Regions from separate parts of the Mus musculus genome. Here region 2 is linked to region 1. Evidence: chromatin contacts called from public ChIA-PET data. All regions are on one chromosome and are shown on one strand. Each heading gives the region's core, a stretch centred on a gene start, on an enhancer-like site or on the middle of the called end of the contact. The rest is flanking DNA. Distances are from core to core; before and after follow the strand shown.

Region 1 (5,440 bases), core at 1,726-4,225:
AATGAATAAATTTTTTTTTGTTTGTTTTTCGAAACAGGGTTTCTCTGTATAGCCCTGGCTGTCCTGGAACTCACTTTGTAGACCAGGCTGGCCTTGAACTCAGAAATCCACCTGCCTCTGCTTCCTAAATAAATAAATCTTAAAAAAAAAAAAAGGAAGCAGAGGCAGGAGGACTCTTAAGTTTGAGGTCAGCCTGAACTGTACAGTGAGACTATTTCAAAAAATATTTAAACAGGAGATTTCAATTGCCAGGTTTTGGAAAGCCCCTTTATCAAGGCAAGCAGGAAGAATGTGGGGCAGAGACTCTAGGACAAGAACTAAAGATTCCCTTACTCCCATCCAAAAATAAATCCATAAAAACAAAATACAAAAAAGCAAAGCCAATGGAGATCCTTTCTCCCTCACCATGTGCTCGGCCTTCTCTATTAGAATATATTTCCCAGTGCTTAAGATCAAGTGTAGGATATATTTTCCAAAACTTACTTGGCTAAGCTGAAATGAAAGCATTTTAAACTTACCCCGGGTCTCCAAACTGATGACTGAAGCCTGAGAATACTCTATTCCCAAAGCAGAGAAAGGCTGAGCAGGGGAACCTGGGGTAGGATTAGGAAGCAGAGCCAGCTGATTGAGGTAGAAAAGATATTGTACAGAGGAGGATGCTAAGGCTCGCCAAGGTTTCTGGGAGGTTTTAAAGGAGAAGTCTTGAGGAGTATGAGAAAGGCATCAGAGGAAGTCACTGAGCTCAAGGAGCTGTGAAGGAGATAATAAAAGACACCCAAATGAGACCTTAGCAGGCCTTATAAATGGTGGGGGTATTGGACAGAGGTATTGTTTTTTTTTTTATTTTTTGGTTTTTTGAGACAGGGTTCCTCTGTGTAGCCCTGGTTGTCCTGGAACTCACTCTGTAGATCAGGCTGGCCTGGAACTCAGAAATCCGCCTGCCTCTGCCTCCCGAGTGCTGGGATTAAAGGTGTGTGCCACCTCGCCCGGCCTTGGACAGAGGTATTAAGACAGACTTAAATCTGGGTCTCTAGAAAGAGGTGGGGGAATGTAGACCCTGAAACTACTGCAGGGAGATGCTGGGACTGACAGTCTTCGATTCTAGTGATAGAAACCCTTCACTAAAAATAATGGGAATGCACAGAAAAAGGTCTTTGATACTGACACTATAGTGCCAAGAAGCTGTGATATTAAGTGCGAAGAGGCAAGGAGAGGTCTCTGAGAGCAGACTCTTGGAGAGGGATTTCTAATGGAGCAACAAAGGTCTTGCGTAGATCTAAACAGGTACCACAGCTGCTGACAGGGTAGAGAAAGGAAGATGAATTTCAGATAATTTAAGCCTTAAAAGGATTACTAAAAATTAAGCATGGTGGTGTATACCTTTGATCCCAGCACTAGTGAGGCAGAGGCAGGCTGGCCTCTAAGAGTTTGAGACAGCCAAAGCCACACAGTAAAACTCTGTAATCATGATAATATATTACCAAGCAAATACTGCCTAGATCTTCAAATGGAATTAGGTTCCTCTAGTCAATTTTGTGACTCCACAGTAAATAGATGAGGTTTTCTACTCCTGTGGAAGATAAATGAGCCTGTTGGGGAAAAAGGTATCTGACAGTGATAGAGGTTCAGGGAAGTCAAAAGCAAATGCTGAGACTCTCTGAATGATGATGGTACTAGAAACCTTTAAAAAAGACGAGGGCAGATTCTGAGGCCTGTTGTTAGATTAAGGAATCTATAAAAAGAGAAGCTAGAATGCTGGTCTGCCTTTGAAGGCAAAAATTGGGTCTAGAATGAGACCATCGGGCAGATGGGGCTACAAATCAAGAGTCTGAAAGAGTAGATGGCGGCAAGAGATCACTAATGGAGAACTGTGTCCAAACAGGTCCTCCCTGGCGTCTAGTCCCATGAGAGACTAAAGGAAATATACTGGGGTTACGATGGCTGATGGAGAAGACAACAATGCTTCAAGAACAATGAGAACGTGAAAAAGGGGGGCGTCCCTAAAAGCAGGGAGAGTCTCTAAAGGCAGGTGCTTAAAAGAATAAGAATGCCAGGTGTCCACGATGGAGGATGCTATGTCAAAGTGGTATTGGGAGATCTCAAATGTAGGAATGGATTTCCCACGGAAAGGCTAGGCAGAGAGCTTTTCACCGGGTTTAATCCAGATGGCAGCTCTAAGGACAGATAGTATCCTGGGGGGAGGGGAGACTGGATGAAAATGCTAGACAAGGCTCTTCATTCGGAAATGAAGGCCACGCGGACCTTTCCTCAAGCCTGGCCCCTCTTAAGCCATGAGAGCAAATACTGAAGGGCTAGGAAGAGTCTCAAGGGAGATTTTGGGGCAGGTCTTCAAATAGCACACAAGTATGGACGGCTTTCATGAGCAGCGACACCGAATTCCGGTGCCTTTATGGAGACTGTGGGGAGTTCTGATAGGAAATGCATGGCTCAGGATCGGATCAAGATACCTGGTAATAGTGCTGAGCCAGAAGTCTCCAGAAGCTGAGATAGGGGTCTGACGTCAAGGTCAGATTTCGAAGCTCAAGGGAATAGGGGTGGTCCCAGACAGACGTGATCCACCCCACCCCAGGATTTGCACACCCCCACACCCGCTTGCCTAGTGACTCTTAATACCCAGGACACGGCAGTGCACTCAGACATTGGGCTGGCAGAGAGCCAGCAGGGACCCTCCCATACCTCCCAGAGCCCTTGCGCTTCGAGCCAGGTGCAGAGAAAAGCTATTACCAATGCCGGTTCCCCGGGTCGTGCCGCCGCCAACTCCTCAAGGAGCCGAAGTCAAGCTCGGCCGCCACCCTCCTCTTTCTCCTCCTCCTCCTGCCGCCTGGGCCAGCTAGGATCACTGTCGCCTTCTCCTTCCCCGACCGCGGTGGTTGTGGTCTTCCCTGCCACCCTCCTTCACCCCAGCAGCCGACACAAGATGGCGGCGGCAGAGCCCAAGGCCGGAACAAAACCCTGAGCCCCACCCCCAGAAACCCGGATGCAAGAGGACCGCGCCCACTCATGAATCATGTATTTTCCCTGCCCAGTTTGGGACTTCTTTAATTAGAAGGAGAACAGCTCCACCAAGTGGCTCTGGAGGCAGTAACTAGAAAAACAGGTAGAGCAAGAGGCTATGAAATATGAATAAAGAATTACTGCATCTAAGCTGTCAAAGAAATCAAGGAAGGACCTCAAGGCCATTCTTCCCGATCGTGAATCACGAAGCAAGGTTATGGGTTTACTAGGACTAGGCAACCAGAAAGTAGATGTTAAAGCATTACAACCACACCCCATGTTCATGAATAATGAATGATCTTGCAGTAGCTGGGAATCAAGGAGACCAAAGCTATATCGTATTCATGAATAATGCACGAGACTCAGTGAGATGGAACAAAAGAGGCAGGCCTGCCTTATTGCTCCATCTAATACCCAGTAAGCAAGAAACAGGGCTACTGCAGGCAGCACTCCTCTGACTCCTAAATACTGAATGAAGCTGTTGGAGCAGCAGCAGCAGCAGCAGCAGCAGCAGCAGCAGCAGCAGCAGCAGCAGCTCAACTTGAAAACAGAGAGGTCAAGAAAGGTTGTGTCCACCAGGTGTGGTGGTGTACACTTTTAATCCCAGCACTCAGTGGGCAGAAGCAGGAGGGTCTGAGTTTGAGGCCTGTCTGTAGAAGGAGTTCCAGGACAATCAGAGCTACACATAGAAACCTTGTCTTAGGGTGGTGGGGTGGGAACACCAAAAGAAAGATTGCGCCCAAGCTGCGCTTATGTGCATGGTGCTGCATGCCTTTAATCTCTGCACTAGGAAGGTAGAAGCAGGAGGTTCATTAGTCTGAGGCAAGCCTGGTTAACAGGAAACCCTGTCTCAAAAAAATGTACTGGGCTGGGGAGATGACTCAGCGGGTAAGAACACTGACTGCTCTTCCGAAGGTCCTGAGTTCAAATCCCAGCAACCACATGGTGGCTCACTGTAATGAGATCTGACGCCCTCTTCTGGTGTGTCTGAAGCCAGCTACACCGTACTTAGATATAATAAATAAATATTTGGGCTGGAGCAAGCGGAGTTGACCAGAGCGAGCAGGAATCCTAAAAATTCAATTCCCAACAACCACATGAAGGCTCACAACCATCTGTACAGCTACAGTGTACTCACATACATAAAATAAATAAATAAACCTTTTTAAAAAGTACCAATCCCATACAGTTCACGAATTATTCATGAGGTTTGATGGGCAGCCCCCACCCAAAGTGGCCCTGCCTAGCAAGTGGGAATTATGAGATAATAGTCAAGGCACTCACCATACTGGATAACCGTGCGAAGCCCAAGTGAGCAGTCTTTGCTCGTCATCCATGACCACTTAGGGGCGTATCTTGTTTAAGATAAATACTGCTAAATACAAACTCACTAGATGCCTTTGATAGGCAACGATAGTAATGAAACTAATCCAACTTAGCTGGAGATGTAGACTATGGATAAAGCACTTCCCCAACACCCTGGATTCAATTCATAGTATCATAAAAAACAAACAAACAAACAAACCATACCAATCCCCACCTCAAAAAAAATCCACTGATGAAATGTGTTATGAGAATGAGTACAGAACGGGTCTTAGAGCAGTGCTGCCACAAAACTGTTACAATTTTCAAATATGTGTAACTAAAGGCAATATGTAGACATATTTGCATTAATACAAAATTACTTACATTTGAGGACTTGAATGTTCCCAGATCAGAAAATGAGGATTAAGAATAAGAACTTACCTTGTGACTGAGTAAATATGTAGAAAGGGTCTAGAATAGTGCCTGGCACATTGTATCATATAATTAATCTGAGCAGTAGCAACACTATTTTCTTAAAAGATGGGGTTTTTGGGGGGTGTGCTAGCACAGCTCCTATAATTCCACAGTACTTGGCAGGCTGACACAGAAGGATCACTAATACCTGGCAAGTCTGGGGGAAAACAGACCCGGGAAAAAGAGACAGAAGTAGACACACAGACAGGGAAGAAAGGAAGGAGAGAAGAGGGAGAGGGAAAGAAGAGGAAGAGAGAGAAAGAGAGGTTTGAGACCATGCTGGTTTCAAACTATTCAAAATCCTCCTGCCTCACTAAGCACTAAGCGTCCCACCAACTACTCCTTTTAATTTCAAACAGTACTGCCTGAGGCAGGCAGGTCCCTAATTCTTTCAGCAAGCCTCAGGAAACAGCGACAGACTGGGGGTTGAGGGGAGGGGAGGGGAGGGGAGGGGAGAGGGGAGGGGAGGGGAGGGGAGAGGGGAGGGGAGGGGAGAGGGGAGGGGAGGGGGAGAGGGGAGGGGAGGGGAGAGGGGAGGGGAGAGGGGAGGGGAGGGGAGAGGGGAGGGGAGGGGGAGAGGGGAGGGGAGGGGAGAGGGGAGGGGAGGGGGAGAGGGGAGGGGAGGGGGAGAGGGGAGGGCAGGGGA
Region 2 (5,208 bases), core at 1,616-4,115, 400 kb before region 1:
ACTTTAAATATCTAAACCAGCCATTTCTCTCCTCTGTCACATATCCTCTTTCAATCTCGTCACTTTGCTGCTCACTCATCTTCAAGCCATCACTTTTTGTTCCTCTCTGTGCTCCTTCATTCCAAATTTTGCCCATAATTCACTGTTCTTCAATACTTTTGCCAGTCCCAGGTGTTCTCTTTGCCCCCATTCAAGTTCTCTCAGATGAAATGCTTATATAATCAGATACCTCCCAGAAATTCTCTAGAATAATAAAGATATAAAGGGTAGTATTGAGTGGAAGTTATGGATCCCACTTTGAGAACTTGTAACCTTGGGCAAGTACTGATCTTTGGAACAGTTCCATTATCTAACAGATGGGAGCAAGGAGACTGTTGTATTGATTTGAGGCAGTTCAATATGTACTTCACAAAGTGTATGGCACACAAGACACATTTATTTCACTTCCTGTGCCTGTTGCCAGAACCTCTACACTGACCTTCTAGTTCTTTTAAATTATGTTCTTCACCAAACTAGCCTCCAATATATTTCTTACTTGCAAGTTTCCCTTTTTACTACAAAGTTATATAGAAGCAGTAGTTCATAGGCCATAGCCATGCAGGGATTGTAAATCCACACACTTTTTTTGAATTATTCAAAAAACTGTAACTTTCTCCCCCCTTTTTCTTCTACCATTTTTATAACACTTCGGGATTTCCCCACACCCCAACTTTCTGGGCTTCCTATTCTTTATTCTAAAGTCTCTCTTCTCACCATGTGACTGCTTGTCTGCCTTCATACCAGCTTAAAACAGCCTTTTCTGGAAAAAAAGAGTGTGTTTGTGTGTGTGTGTGTATGATTTTATTTAAATGATTATTGAAATCACTTAGCACCTCTATGTAGTAGATATTGTTCCTCTACAATTTTCAACTCATTTGTCACCACCACCTTAATCATGCAGAAATTGTTATGAGGAAACAGGACAGCGAAATTAAGGGTGTAACCTATGTCACACAGCCAGCTGGAGTGCTTTGGTCCTACCAAGATCAAAATCTTGAATAAGGTGAAAAGACCATCAGAACCAGTGCTAATTAAAACAATGTTAGTGAAAGAAGATATGTCAGGTTGGTCACCTAGTGAAGTGAATGTCCCTGTCCTGGATGAGTACCTAAGGACATTTATATACATATAGAATATTATATGCATGTGGGTACAATGAAAACACATTTATTAGAGCTATTGTATAATAGCTCATAGTGTACTGCTATACTTAGGCATACTAGTAAAAGTGAAAGCCAATAATGTACAAAAAAAAATCAGAGAGGGAAATCAGGTGAGGAGAAACTCTTCAAGTACTGTTCTTTAGAAGGTGTGGTTTACCTCACATTTGACCGGAATAAGCAGGTGGCGGCAGCAGCAGGTAGCTCCTTAAGTGGTATAGTCTTTGTAGGCTTCTGGTATGTGGACCCTTAGCTCTACAAGCATAAGCACTAATCACAGCCGAATGCTTTAGACAACCCTAGCCTTGCCTTTTAGCATCAATCATAGCTTTTGAGACTCTTGCCTCTTTAGGACCAGTCACAGCAGTCCCTGGGCTGGGCCAGCTGGGGGAAAATATTCCCCTTCAAGTTGCAGGATGTTCTTGAGTTCTCCAAGTTTTGTGGTAGCAAAAGCTGTGGTACAAACGTGGGCAGTGGTGGCGCTCGCCTTTAATCCCAGCACTTGGGAGGCAGAGGCAGGCGGATTTCTGAGTTCGAGGCCAGCCTAGTCTACAGAGTGAGTTCCAAGAAGGACAGCCAGGACTACACAGAAAAACCCTGTCTCGAAAAACAACAAAACAAAACAAAGCTGTGGTAAAAACTCCCAACTAAGCCATTTCGAGGTTGTGCTGCCACCTGCTGCAGCCATCACTTGCCACCAAACAGGGAGAAAAAAAAAATTGCCAAAGACCAGTGACTGAAAATCTTTTACCCTGCCCACTAATCCTGTCTGGGAAAAGGCCCCCAGCCAGCTGTTGGGTAACACGAAGAGGTGAGGGTTTTATTTGGGCTATCCTGCACCATTTTAAAAGAATAGTTTTTTATTGAATACACTGCAGGGGTGCAGTGAAGTGGGCGGTAACTAACTGCTTGTAGATTTATATGTAATTTTAAGCTCGGTATACAATGTTAGGTTGCTCCGTCTGTTTTAATAAATAAAATATGATGCCCTGTCTCTGGTTTAGAAAGTCCTATACCATGTAGTCAATAACCACACCTTCTCATTCCCAGCACAATGACTGCTTTCTCTGGAAAGGTGAAGGCATTGTCAGCCACCACTTAAAACACTACTTTTCCCACTGTGTGGCCCTCTATGGCAGTAAATTCTTAAGTTTGTTGTTTGAATTGTCTTATGGTCCTTTAGATACTAAAATGCAAACTCCCAGTACTAGACAAAAGGATGGAGCCAAGGCTTTTCCCTAAACTGGTATTCAAATCACTTAAAGAGGTCGCAGGCCTGCATTGTCTTGTTAATTACACCTGTACCCTGTGGCTACTCTCTGAATTCACCACAGGAATTCGTCCTTGTTTTAATAATTTTCTTAATTGGACCCTCCCATTTTCTGCTGTATCAAAAAAAAATGGCGCCTGACGTCCTTAGAAACTGCTAATTTCTGCAAAACAAACACCAGCTTTGTCAGGAGACTCGGGAGTATAAAAGAAACAGTGGATGCCGTTTGTTTTTTTTGTTTTTTGTTTTTTTTTTCCTAATCGGTGACATCACCGACGCGGCCCACTACCCTCTGCGCCTGCGTTGAGCCTGGTCGCCTTTGCGCGCCATGTTGACTATTGGCGGATGCTGTCTCAAAGGCAAACCTGAGCATGCGTAGAACAAACCGCTGTCCTAAGTTTAGGCGACAGAGACAGCTAGTTGGTCCGATGCGGAAGTGCTTTTCCAGGCCGTTTACGGAAAGGTCTACTCAACACCCTGCAAAAAATCTGGTTGAGTAAAGATGAGGGTCTGTGTTAGACTGGGGTCGCGAGCTGAGTGGTGGGTAGTTCTAAGTGGAGGGAGGTTCGGGTATGTCATTGATGCGAGAGACTGGGAGATGGGATGATGGGGGCTTGAGAGATGAGTAAACGGGGGTCTGCGGACTTAATAGTGGACAAAGTTATGAGGCTAGTTAGGATTAAGTGAGTCGTACTAAACTTTAGCTTTTACACATTTTCTAGCACAGTGATCCCCTCTTTAGATGCGCCCCCTTGTTTCCGTCTTCCAGTGTACAGCTCGCAGGAATCATGGGGAAGAGTGCTGGATTAAATCAGCATTTAAAGACTTCTTTACAGCACCTGAGCTAAACAGCCCCAGTGAGGGAGGTGAGAGAAAAAGGAAAACAAGCAGACAAAAAACGTCATCTGTAGAGCCTTAGCGGCCTTTGGACATTTGGAGGTCTGAGGAGGGATAGACAGGTACCATTTGAATAATAGGTAGAGGCTTATGTTTTAGAGTGTAATAAATAGCATTTGAGTTAAGAATTAACTTGAGGCCGGGCGGTGGTGGCACACGCCTTTAATCCCAGCGCTTGGGAGGCAGAGGCAGGTGGATTTCTGAGTTCGAAGCCAGCCTGGTCTACAGAGTGAGTTCCAGGACAGCTAGGAGAAACCCTGTCTCGAAAAACCTAAATAAATAAAGAAATAAAGAATTAACTTGAAAATAGAGAAGAAAATAGGAGCTAATTTTCCCTTATTTAAATGTCCATTCTTAGACATTCAAGAGCTATATATCACTTAATAGTTAACATTTAATTTATATATTTAAAATGTATGCCTGCAGTTTTATATATCTTATTTAGAAATTTAATTTGGCTTAAGATATTTTTCTGAAACAGTTTTCTAAACTTTGAGTTACAAAATATGTAGATAATACGTGTGTAGTTCCATACATTTTTTAACAACTATAGAGCATTTCATCCTGAATTTCTATTTATTATCATATTACACATTTTCTATGATTGCTTTAGTTTGGCATTATTAAAATCTGTTCTATGTATCTCAGTGGTATAGTACTGGCTTAGCATGCACAGAGCCCTAGGAATAGATTCTATCAGTACTACAAGGAATTGTTGCTGCTGATGTGGTGGCACACTCCATTAATTCTAGTACTTGGGAGTTAAAAGCCAGCCAGGGCTACACAGAGAGATCCTGTCTCAAAACAAAACAAAACAAAAAACAAACAAGCAAACAAAAACCAAACAAAACAAAAAACTTAGAGTTGTCCATACTCTTCCAGAGAGTGGCCTCGCATGTGAAGAGATTTCTGGGCAGATGATTCTGAGTACTGCAAAGCTAATGGTTTCTACTGTTATATTCTACTCTACTCATTCTAGCTCAGCTTTCATACATTTGTTTTCTCAAGAAAAGCAGGAAATGGCCAAACCCCAGGTAAGTATGTGGTCTATCTGTTTCTATATTTTATCATAGATGTGATGCGATATTTAGGCATCAGCACTGCAAAATAGGAAACTATAAATTACTGAGATCAGTGAAAATGAAAAATAGTCAATTAAGGTCAAGTTAGATAGCTGATGCATTGACTAAGGAAGGGTAACAGATGTTTCTTAACTTATGATGCTGCTGTATTCGGAAGTTATGTCAATTCATAGTTGAAATTTCATTTAATACCCTTATCCCACTAAACATCATGTGGTGTGTATAGACCATAATGACATTTCTTACAGGAGCTATTTCTCAGTGCTGCTGCCTTATATCATGAGAGAATAGAGTATCAATTATGTTTATTCCAGGAAAAATCAAACTTTGAAGTATGGTTTCTATTCAGTTCACATCATTTTTGCACCACTGTAAAGTAAAAAAAAAAAATTAAAAAAAATGTTAATTCTTTAGTTAAGATTATCTTAACTAAACTGGAGTTTCCAGTTTGTTGTTGAACAGTCTGGCAGCCATGTGGTTGTGTGGCCACTACTTTGACTTGCCTTATTTCATTAGGATAGAGCATACCAAGGCTTCAGGGAAAATCAAGGTTTTCTGGAATTGTATTTTGGAGCCTTTTTTTTTTTGGTGTCTTTATGTAGAATTGTCTTCAGTAATAGACTGATCAAATGTATCCTTGCTTTCCTGCAGTTTTTTCTCACAAAATTCCCTAGAGAGAATGGAGACATTGGGAATGAAATCTCTTCTCTTTCAAATGATTTTCCTGCAATCATTTCCTCAATTGGATTTTCATTTCTCT

The links. ChIA-PET counts read pairs in DNA pulled down with a chosen protein or histone mark.
Region 2: a contact with region 1 is called in an RNA polymerase II ChIA-PET map of memory CD8 T cells, with 25 read pairs. The contact joins the promoter of Zfp182 here to the promoter of Uba1 in region 1. A contact is called at or near these places in 4 of 39 promoter capture datasets (the 3T3-L1 cell line, erythroid cells, liver and 1 more), 1 of 484 Hi-C or Micro-C datasets (CD4 T cells), 1 of 115 datasets of contacts at active chromatin or transcription factors (memory CD8 T cells) and 1 of 9 other capture datasets (liver).

What each region holds. Positions count from the first base shown.
Region 1 is chrX:20,660,431-20,665,870 of GRCm38.p6, reverse strand. It overlaps Uba1 (ubiquitin-like modifier activating enzyme 1), which reads right to left and starts at 2,975. Exons shown (of 26, transcript NM_001136085.2): 1 at 2,746-2,975.
Region 2 is chrX:21,059,695-21,064,902 of GRCm38.p6, reverse strand. Zfp182 (zinc finger protein 182) reads left to right here and starts at 2,865. Exons shown (of 5, transcript NM_001013387.2): 1 at 2,865-3,009; 2 at 4,375-4,400. The coding sequence starts at 4,386.